Linked DNA regions of Mus musculus: region 2 is linked to region 1. Evidence: chromatin contacts called from public Micro-C data. All regions are on one chromosome and are shown on one strand. Each heading gives the region's core, a stretch centred on a gene start, on an enhancer-like site or on the middle of the called end of the contact. The rest is flanking DNA. Distances are from core to core; before and after follow the strand shown.

The links. Hi-C and Micro-C count contacts between places; a contact is called where the count stands out from the background.
Region 2: a contact with region 1 is called in a Micro-C map of brown adipocytes, with 2.4 times the contacts expected there. The contact joins two enhancer-like sites. A contact is called at or near these places in 4 of 39 promoter capture datasets (the 3T3-L1 cell line, 3T3-L1-derived adipocytes and hippocampal neurons), 1 of 15 datasets of contacts at CTCF or cohesin (large pre-B cells), 1 of 484 Hi-C or Micro-C datasets (brown adipocytes) and 8 of 115 datasets of contacts at active chromatin or transcription factors (the 230-238 cell line, craniofacial prominence, differentiating embryonic stem cells and 5 more).

The regions. Positions count from the first base shown.
Region 1 is chr11:44,656,252-44,660,264 of GRCm38.p6, forward strand. All of the region lies in intron 6 of Ebf1 (early B cell factor 1), which reads left to right. Among named protein-coding and RNA genes, the nearest start is that of Ebf1, 40 kb to the left of the region's middle. Within about 2 kb of position 1,795, at least 22 of the 459 cell types and tissues checked have an H3K27ac peak or open chromatin away from gene starts, as enhancers often do. A contact at or near this core is called in 3T3-L1-derived adipocytes and brown adipocytes, where this site is marked.
Region 2 is chr11:45,002,204-45,006,246 of GRCm38.p6, forward strand. It overlaps Ebf1 (early B cell factor 1), which reads left to right. Exons shown (of 16, transcript NM_007897.3): 16 at 2,514-4,043. The coding sequence ends at 2,545. Among named protein-coding and RNA genes, the nearest start is that of Gm51859, 84 kb to the right of the region's middle. Within about 2 kb of position 2,003, at least 45 of the 459 cell types and tissues checked have an H3K27ac peak or open chromatin away from gene starts, as enhancers often do. A contact at or near this core is called in 3T3-L1-derived adipocytes and brown adipocytes, where this site is marked.

The DNA.
Region 1 (4,013 bases), core at 545-3,044:
ACATAGTCCTCTGTCTTTCTAGTTTGTAGAAACTGCTTCATGGTCATACTCTGTCCATCTCTAGCAAACTAGATTTGATTTGAAATAAGGAAAGTACTCTCGACAGTTTTACCTGCGACTTTTGAAGCCTGTGGAGGAGGAGGGAAGCTCCCATCGTTTAGGACCATGGGAGCCACTCGGTTATAAAAATAATTTGTTTGAGAGCCCAGCTTGCAGTTTTATAAGAAAAATGAGTTTATTTTGGTGGTGGTGGTGGGGGGAGAGTGTAGTATCTATTAGGTCAGAATGAAGATTTTAAATGAAGCATATTCACACAGTTCAAATTCAGCTTAGCTAAATTTTAATCTCACAAATGTAAGAGATAAGTTTGCATTACTAATAAAAAATTTGTGCCTTAAAAACATGGGATGCTTTTTTATATACTAATATCAACAAAATAAAATAATATGAAGGCAGGGGAAAAGACCTAGAATGTATTCCCATAAGGAGTTTGATCAATATACTGAGGATCTGGTCTATGCACTTCTAATTATTTTTATTCTTAGGATTTCCATATTGAAACATGATTTGGGTAAAATCTTACCTAATGAGGGTTTTTTGTTTGTTTGTTTGTTTAACCAATGACTTTAGATCAAATTAAATTCTATTATATATTTCCCATGTCTGTCTTTTGAAAAAAAATTATGTGGGTTTTTTTTTAATATATAAAAAACCAAATAACTGTTATATTTCCAGTCAGTCAAATTTGAACTGAATTTTACTTCCTGTTTCAAAGGTCAAGGCAGGCTGACCTCAACAGCAGTGTGGAGGCTGCTGAATTATTCATGTCATTGACTTTGTGTCAGCTTCCACATTTGTGGGGAAGGATGTTTTATTCATTTATCTCATTTAGAGTTCTTCTCTGCACCTGTTTCTACCATTAAGTACCCTGTAATTTGCATTTGATGCTAATTTAGTTTCATATCAGCCTGGTCCCCCCTTGTTAATTTAATTTTCTAAGACCCTTTTCATTACAGTAGAACTGTTTTTCCTCTTTAAAGCAAACATCTATACAAGTAATTGTATAAACTGCCTTTTAAATAATATCTTTTAGAAGATTCCATCGTCTAATTCCTTAATTTCTATAATTAGCCATGGTTTGATTAATGTTTCAAAGGGTTAAATTAAAATACAGAATTACTTAAATGCATACTTGAATAATTTCTTATAGACTGCAGGGTGAGTAGCATTGTGGAAGTCTGGATAATTCTCAGAACTGTGTCCCTTAGAAGCGGTAATTTTCTTTCTGTGGAACGCTGTTTAGTTTCTGAAGGGCAGGGCCTTTCAAATTGCTGCACTCCCAACATTAATTGTGAAATGTTAGCTTTTTTCTTTCATCAGACTTCTGATAGATGGTGGCTCAAAGTGTCTCTGCAACATTAGTAATGATATCCCCCAAACAACAAGGGCAGAATTAGGTCCAATTCCTTGAACTATTTTAGAAGCTCAGGCTAATGAATTTCTCTGTTCCATTACAGACTTCTCTCTCATCTTAAATCCTCATTTCTGTCTGCTGCTTGGAGTTAGTTTGCTTGGGAATCTGTCAGCTTCTCAGAAGGGGTTTCAGCTAGCTCTCTGTTATTTATATCTATATGGGCACCACTGGTCTACAGTTACCACTTGGAAATCATGGAAACTAGGAATGTGTTCTCTGAAGGGGGCCTGACAGAAATGGCTGCGACCCTGATGAGCGAGGCCACATCCCCAGAATGTCTGTCAAGGGACTGGCTGTCCTAAGAACAACTGACTTACTCACATACTCTGGCTACGGAGACCCTCACACTGGGAAAGGCCTCTCCCTCACTCTGTTCCCTGTTTGGAGGGTGCTTGACACAAGCGTGTCAGTATTCCCTGAGTTCTCTCCAGGGCGAGGAGTGTTGAATGAAGTATGAATCAAGGTCTAAAGAGTGTGGAAATCACCCACGAGGAAAATTCTAGCCACAGCCAAAGATTAAGAAATCAGCCCAAGATCTGTGTGACCCCTTTCTCCACTTTGGCTGGCTTGATCTGGACTGTTTTTTGTATTCTCTGGGGGATTCCAAGGGTGCCACTGCAGTGGGCTTCTAGAAAGATCTTTTTGAGGCCTGTGGAAAGCAGAATATGAAGAGGCCGTTTTTTTTGTTTTTTGTTTTTTTTTCCTCTGTTATAAAGGCCTCCTGGGGACTGCCTTATACATCACTGTCATTGTGGTAAAGAGAAACTTCTAGATTCTCTAGCTGGAAGCTTCATTTATATTGTTTCTAAGCAAGACTGAGGGTAAATTGGAAGATTCTTGGAGCTTCTTTGAGTTTGGAGTTTTTCTCCTATACTCTCTACCGCAGAGAACCTTTTACATTTTATATCTTTTTTTTTCTTCTGCAGATGGACTTAAAACAGTAATGGGGAATAATAGAAAAGAAATACAGGTCTCCGGTCATTTTCAAAATATTTGCTTACGGACAAACCCTACATCCCTGATATAGACTATTAAAAAAAAAGTTAGAGAAAAACCTGTTTGCATATCTAGAAAAGTCTCTCTGAGGTTTAATTAAACAGCCAGGTTTTTAAAAAAAAAAAATAACCAACATTGGTCTGACTTTTGAGAATGCAGGAAAGGTTTTCTCTGCCAATTCTGGTGGATACAGAGACGTCTATAGCTAGACTCACATATCTTTAGCTGAGGACCACTGATCTTTACACAGACAGAATAACAGGAATGGGAAACACTTCAGCCACACCACTCAGCCACACAGCCCTTAAAAAAAAACCACTCAGCCACACAGCCCTTAAAAAAAACCACTCAGCCACACAGCCCTTAAAAAAAAAAACTACTCAGCCACACAGCCCTTAAAGGAATAAGACAGAGTGTTGGGGATTCACCATTGTTTGTTTGCTTGATTGTTTGAACGAGCAGAGCTCTTTAAGCCTTATCACTTTAGTTTCTACAACATCAGGGTTTTTTGGGTGTTCTTGCTGTTTTGTGTACCTAAAATTTGGATGGAGAACGTAAATTTAGGGCAAACAGATCTAAAATGCTTTTCAAATGAAAGAGAATGAAGCCAGGTTTCCATCTAGACTGACTCTCAGAGAATTTGGTCGAGTCCCTTCATTTTTAAAGATGGAAAAGCTGAGGTCAAGAGAAATACAGCAATATTGCCCAAAGCCGTCAGTAGCCCTAAAACCAGGATCATAAGCCAAGTCCCTGGCTCAGTTTCCATCGACTTTTCTGCTACTCTCTGGATTGTCTGGGTCTCACACTGCTATCCGTTTCACCGTCTGTGATATTAACCTCAGGGAAGGGTGCAACTTACACTTTCTGGCTCTGGGTGCTAGGAAGGCTCTGAGCTCCACGTCTCCAACAAGGCATTCAACACTAGTTAAGTTGTTTGTAAGAAGATATGACAGTCCCTGGGAGGAGGAACCCCTACAGTGTCCCATCCTAAAATTGTCTTAACCCTTAAAAGTTCACACACCTCACATGACTGAAACTACGCTGTTCATACTATGTCAGAACACTGTAAAAAAATGACATTTTTCTTTCTTTTGTCAGAGCTATTTCATCAATAGTCATTTTGCAGTAGGAATTTTATAAAGAGTCTTCCAATTTCAGACATCTCCCCTTCAGCAGTTGTCTCTGGCTGTTATCTTTTTCTGGAAGGTACTGACTTACATAAATATTGAACTTGGTAATTTTCAGAGTATATCCTTCAGTTTTAAAATTACCTTATAGTTAAGCCTAAATGAACTTAATAAATGGTCCTTTCCAAAAATAACACTAAAGGAAATGAGGTATTGTTGCAGAATATAGTTCTGAAAAAAAGAAAAAAGAAAAAGGAAAAAGAAAAAAAAATCATACAGAAAAGAAAGAGATGGGGCACTGTTGTTTCACATACACCAAAGCCCTTTGGTATATGGCTTTGTCCAAGTCTGCAGCTTGTCTCACACTTTTGAATGACCAAGAGAAGGACAGAAGTCATGGGGAAGATACAGGGAGA
Region 2 (4,043 bases), core at 753-3,252, 350 kb after region 1:
CCTGTCCAGGACACTGCTCACTCAAGTGCCAGCTGAGTCTCTCAAGGGTATGGGGTTTATAACTACCAAAAAAGAAGTGTACCAGCACACCAGTGAATTTGGTGGGGAACTTTAATGGAAACCTATGAAGATGCTTAAATCTAACCAACCTAAGAAATTATTTGAGTAACAAAACACTATTTTAATTTTTTTTTAATTCATGTGACCCTCATAGGATGTTTTCCTAGGGCCCAGAGGGTAAGTGTCCATCTAGGTTACAATGGACACATCTAAGAATACATGGGCTAAAACAGCAGATTTGTCAGCTTTCTGCTTTACTTTAGATCATATGGACACTCCCTGAGCTGTCCTGGGCAGGACAGAGACTGCCCGTCCACCAGCAACATAGTATTTTTTATTTACTTTTATTTATTTATTTATTTATTTATTTATTTATTTATTTATTTAATAGAAAGGAGGAGAGACTAGCTTCATTAACTACAAGCTTCACCTTCCTGCTATTTAGGCTTTACTTCCTGCTATCTATTAAAGGGTAGAGGATCCACCCGGCACATGCTTAGGGACCCAAAGTGATACTGAGCCAGCACACTGAGGGACTCCCCCCCCCCCCCAGCTGCCAATCCTTGTACAAGAGGCTGCAGCATCTGGAACTCTCAAGTTAAGGCCCAGGGTTTAAATACTAAGCCCCCCCCCCCCCTCACCCAAGTTCAATGAAGTCTAGGGCTCTCTCAGCTCTTAAGGGCACTGCTTTTCCAACTGATCCCAAGTCTTGGGTGGCGGGGGTGGGGGGCTTAAGTCAGGCTGCATTTGGCAAAAGATGACTTCCTGTTTCTAAGAAAGAAAGAAAGGCTTATGAGGGTTTAGGAAAGGACTCCAGGAGCTTTTGGACTGCAAAGGGGCTCTTGCAAAACAACATTTGGATGATTTACGTGTAAATGAATCAGAAACATGTGGATTGAATTTCCTTGCGAATACAGATGGGTTTAAAAATTAACGGAAAAAGTGTTTGGCAAAATACTTTTGGGTTTTTCTTTTAATTGAATCTAAAATGTCAGGGGTTGGGGTAGGGAAGCCAGAGTAATGTGGGGGGGGTACATGGCCTGGTCTCCCTCTGTCCATCTGTGCCAATGGGGTTCCTTTATTTTAAGGAACATTTTCCACACATGATGGTTTAGTCAAAGGAAGGGAAAGAGGTCCAATTTCCTCATTAGTGATTAGTGCAGGCATTAATCACTGATGAGAATATTCACTTAAGTTTAGATTTGTCAATAAAAAGGAAAGAAAGAAAAGGCTTTTTTCTTTTTTCTTTTTCTTTCCGTGTTATCATTGTTAACCAAAGAAAGCCTTGTCTTTGGTTTTACACAGGCATCTCTCTTGGCTTGGTCTATTTTCAAGTTACCACACCATCTTTCCTATAGCAAACCCCTATTTTTCACACTCTTTCTGTTAAATGTGCCCTATTGGAATGGTGTCTATTTGATGTAGGGGCAAACACAGACCAGAGAAGTTTAACAGTGCTTTCAGCTAGATCCAAGAAGCAGAAATGGTAGTTCACAGGCAGAGGGTAATCTGCCTTGGGGTTAGACCCTGCCTGGGCTGGGGGGTTAGACCCAGGCGCTCTGCTTCTATTTAAACGTTCACTAACTCCTGAGTGCTGCAGTTCACTTCATGTTCCAGCCATGGAGGCTGAGGGTCAGGCAGAGAATTAGCCATCTCAGAGGAATGCGCTCTGAAGTGGGCAGGCATGAGGCAGCATTTCCTAAACATGGCCGTGCAGCTCCTAACTCCAAACTCTAAAATAAAAATAGGGTTGACTAAAAACAGGTCTTCCCTTCATAGGCTACATGTTTTCCCTAGTAGCCATGCTCAGGTCATTCCAGAAATCCTGGGAGTAGAGAGGCATTCTACAGTGTCCGGCAAACAGGCTCTCTCTTCCAACCAGGACTCAGCTTTCCCTGTGAACAATGCCTGCTGTGGTGCTGTGGCTGGCGTCCTTTTCCAGCTAGGGCTGAAGGGAAGGCCCTCCCTCAGATGGTTGCTCTGTTGCTTAATTTTCATGCTAATACAGAACATAAGGAGAGACTGTTCGCAGAAATTGTTGGCAGTTACAGCGGGCCATTCCTTTATTTTATACTTCGTATGTGATGGTGGGGGGGTGGAGGCAAAATGACAAACTGAAAATTCTCACTATTTTGCAAAGTCTGAGGCTGCAACTTTCCCAATGGTATTCTAACTATGCAACTCTCCAGCTATGTCTTAAAATTGAAGTCAGATTTAGAGAAATGTTTAGGATACCCTGTTAGAGACACATATACATGTATAACATTTTTAATAAGGTACATGTATATTTTATGACACAATTCATTCCCCGAAAGATGCAAGGGCATCTGGGTAACATTCAGCTACCAATGTCACGTGTGGATTGGGTTTTTTTGTTTTTAATTATTGTGTCTCCCCTCCCTTGTGAAATGTTTGGATGCAAAACCGTTGACTTCTGTCTTTTCTCTTCGTAGCGATATCTGGCATGATTGTCCCTCCCATGTGAAAGAATTGCCTTGAAGAATTTTATTAATGAAGAGGTTGGATTCTGCTACGAAAGTTATCTGACATGAGTCCCAGAGTGGAACTTTTAACTCAGGCCTTTTTAAGAGGAATCACACAATAACTGCAGATTTTTAAACAAAATCACCGACCTTGCAAATACTGAAATTGGAAAGGGGGTCTGCCAGAGCAGGGTGTTGGTTAAAGTTGTAACCCCCGAGTATCTGGGGGATATATTTATTCTGTATTGATAAAAAGCAAGCCCACATTTTCTTTTTCTTTCTTTCTTTTCTTAAGCTTAACTCTGCAACCATTTGTCTTTTATAAACCATTAAGCTACACACAAGGGCCACTATAAACAAGACTCCATGTTTTAATTTATGTTTTTAAAGCTATGGAAGGGGAGAATGAAGTGGTGATATTTACAAAAAAAAAAAATCTAAAAGGAGAAAAAAAAAAGAAAAACAGGGAAAAATAAATTTAAAAAAAGAGCTCGTATGGACAGAATAGGAATGCCAGTTAGATTTTTTAGTGAACTAAGGGTCGGCTTCTGCGCCTTAAAGCTTATCAGTGGTAGTTAGCTCAGACAGTGCATTTTCAATATCTAACTTAACACGCCACCCCTTAGCAGTGCAAGCTTCGTTCTCTCTTTTGTATGGTTGTCTTAAGTAACTGTGTAAATAAGTGTAGCCTGGAAAGTTACCAAGCGACATACATGATCACGTTTGCCCTTGTACTCGAAAAGCCAGTGCCTCTAGACAGATTGTTTAAAAACAAACAAAAACAAAACAAAACAAAACAAAACAACATGCATCTTTAAACCCGATCTTATTCTTTTACTTAACATCAACTTCTCCCGAAGCCAGCGGCCTCTGAGAGTGGAGCAACACATGTTCCGAGCGAGAATCTCCTTCAAGACTTCACAGGACAGGGTCCAGGCACAGAATTCCATATATGCCCTCCAGTTTACCAAGCCAAAATCTCGCTCGCACTCCACCGTCAAGAGATCCAAGCTTACTCAAGCTGGAATCCTAGATATTAACTCTAGATCTGGGCTCAAAAACCCAAATAAAGCAAACCCACAAAGGCAAGTAGGTGTGCTGTTCCGGGCTCCCAAATCACACGGGTCTATACCCGCAAGACTCCGCAAGGTCCCAAATCACACAGGGGTCTGTATCCGCAAGACTCCGCAAGGTTGGAAAGTTCTATATTCAGTCAACAGGTAAAGTGCTTTGGAGTTCAGTGTGAAAGGAAACTGGGAGAGAGGAAGGGAAGGTTGAGGCTTCAAACTCAGCTTTCTATGGGAAATTTTGCTTTCAACTGGGAAGTGTTCTTAAAGAATCCATAGCAAAGATTCAGCCAGCAAGGCTCTGAGGGGGCGTGTTCCTGCTGACCTCTGCCCTTCTGTTTCTGTATGTAGTTATAAATACTGTAGATTTCTTTTGTGATTTTTTTTTTGCCAAAGTTGTTTTATTTATACATTTTAATGTCTTAAGATTTTC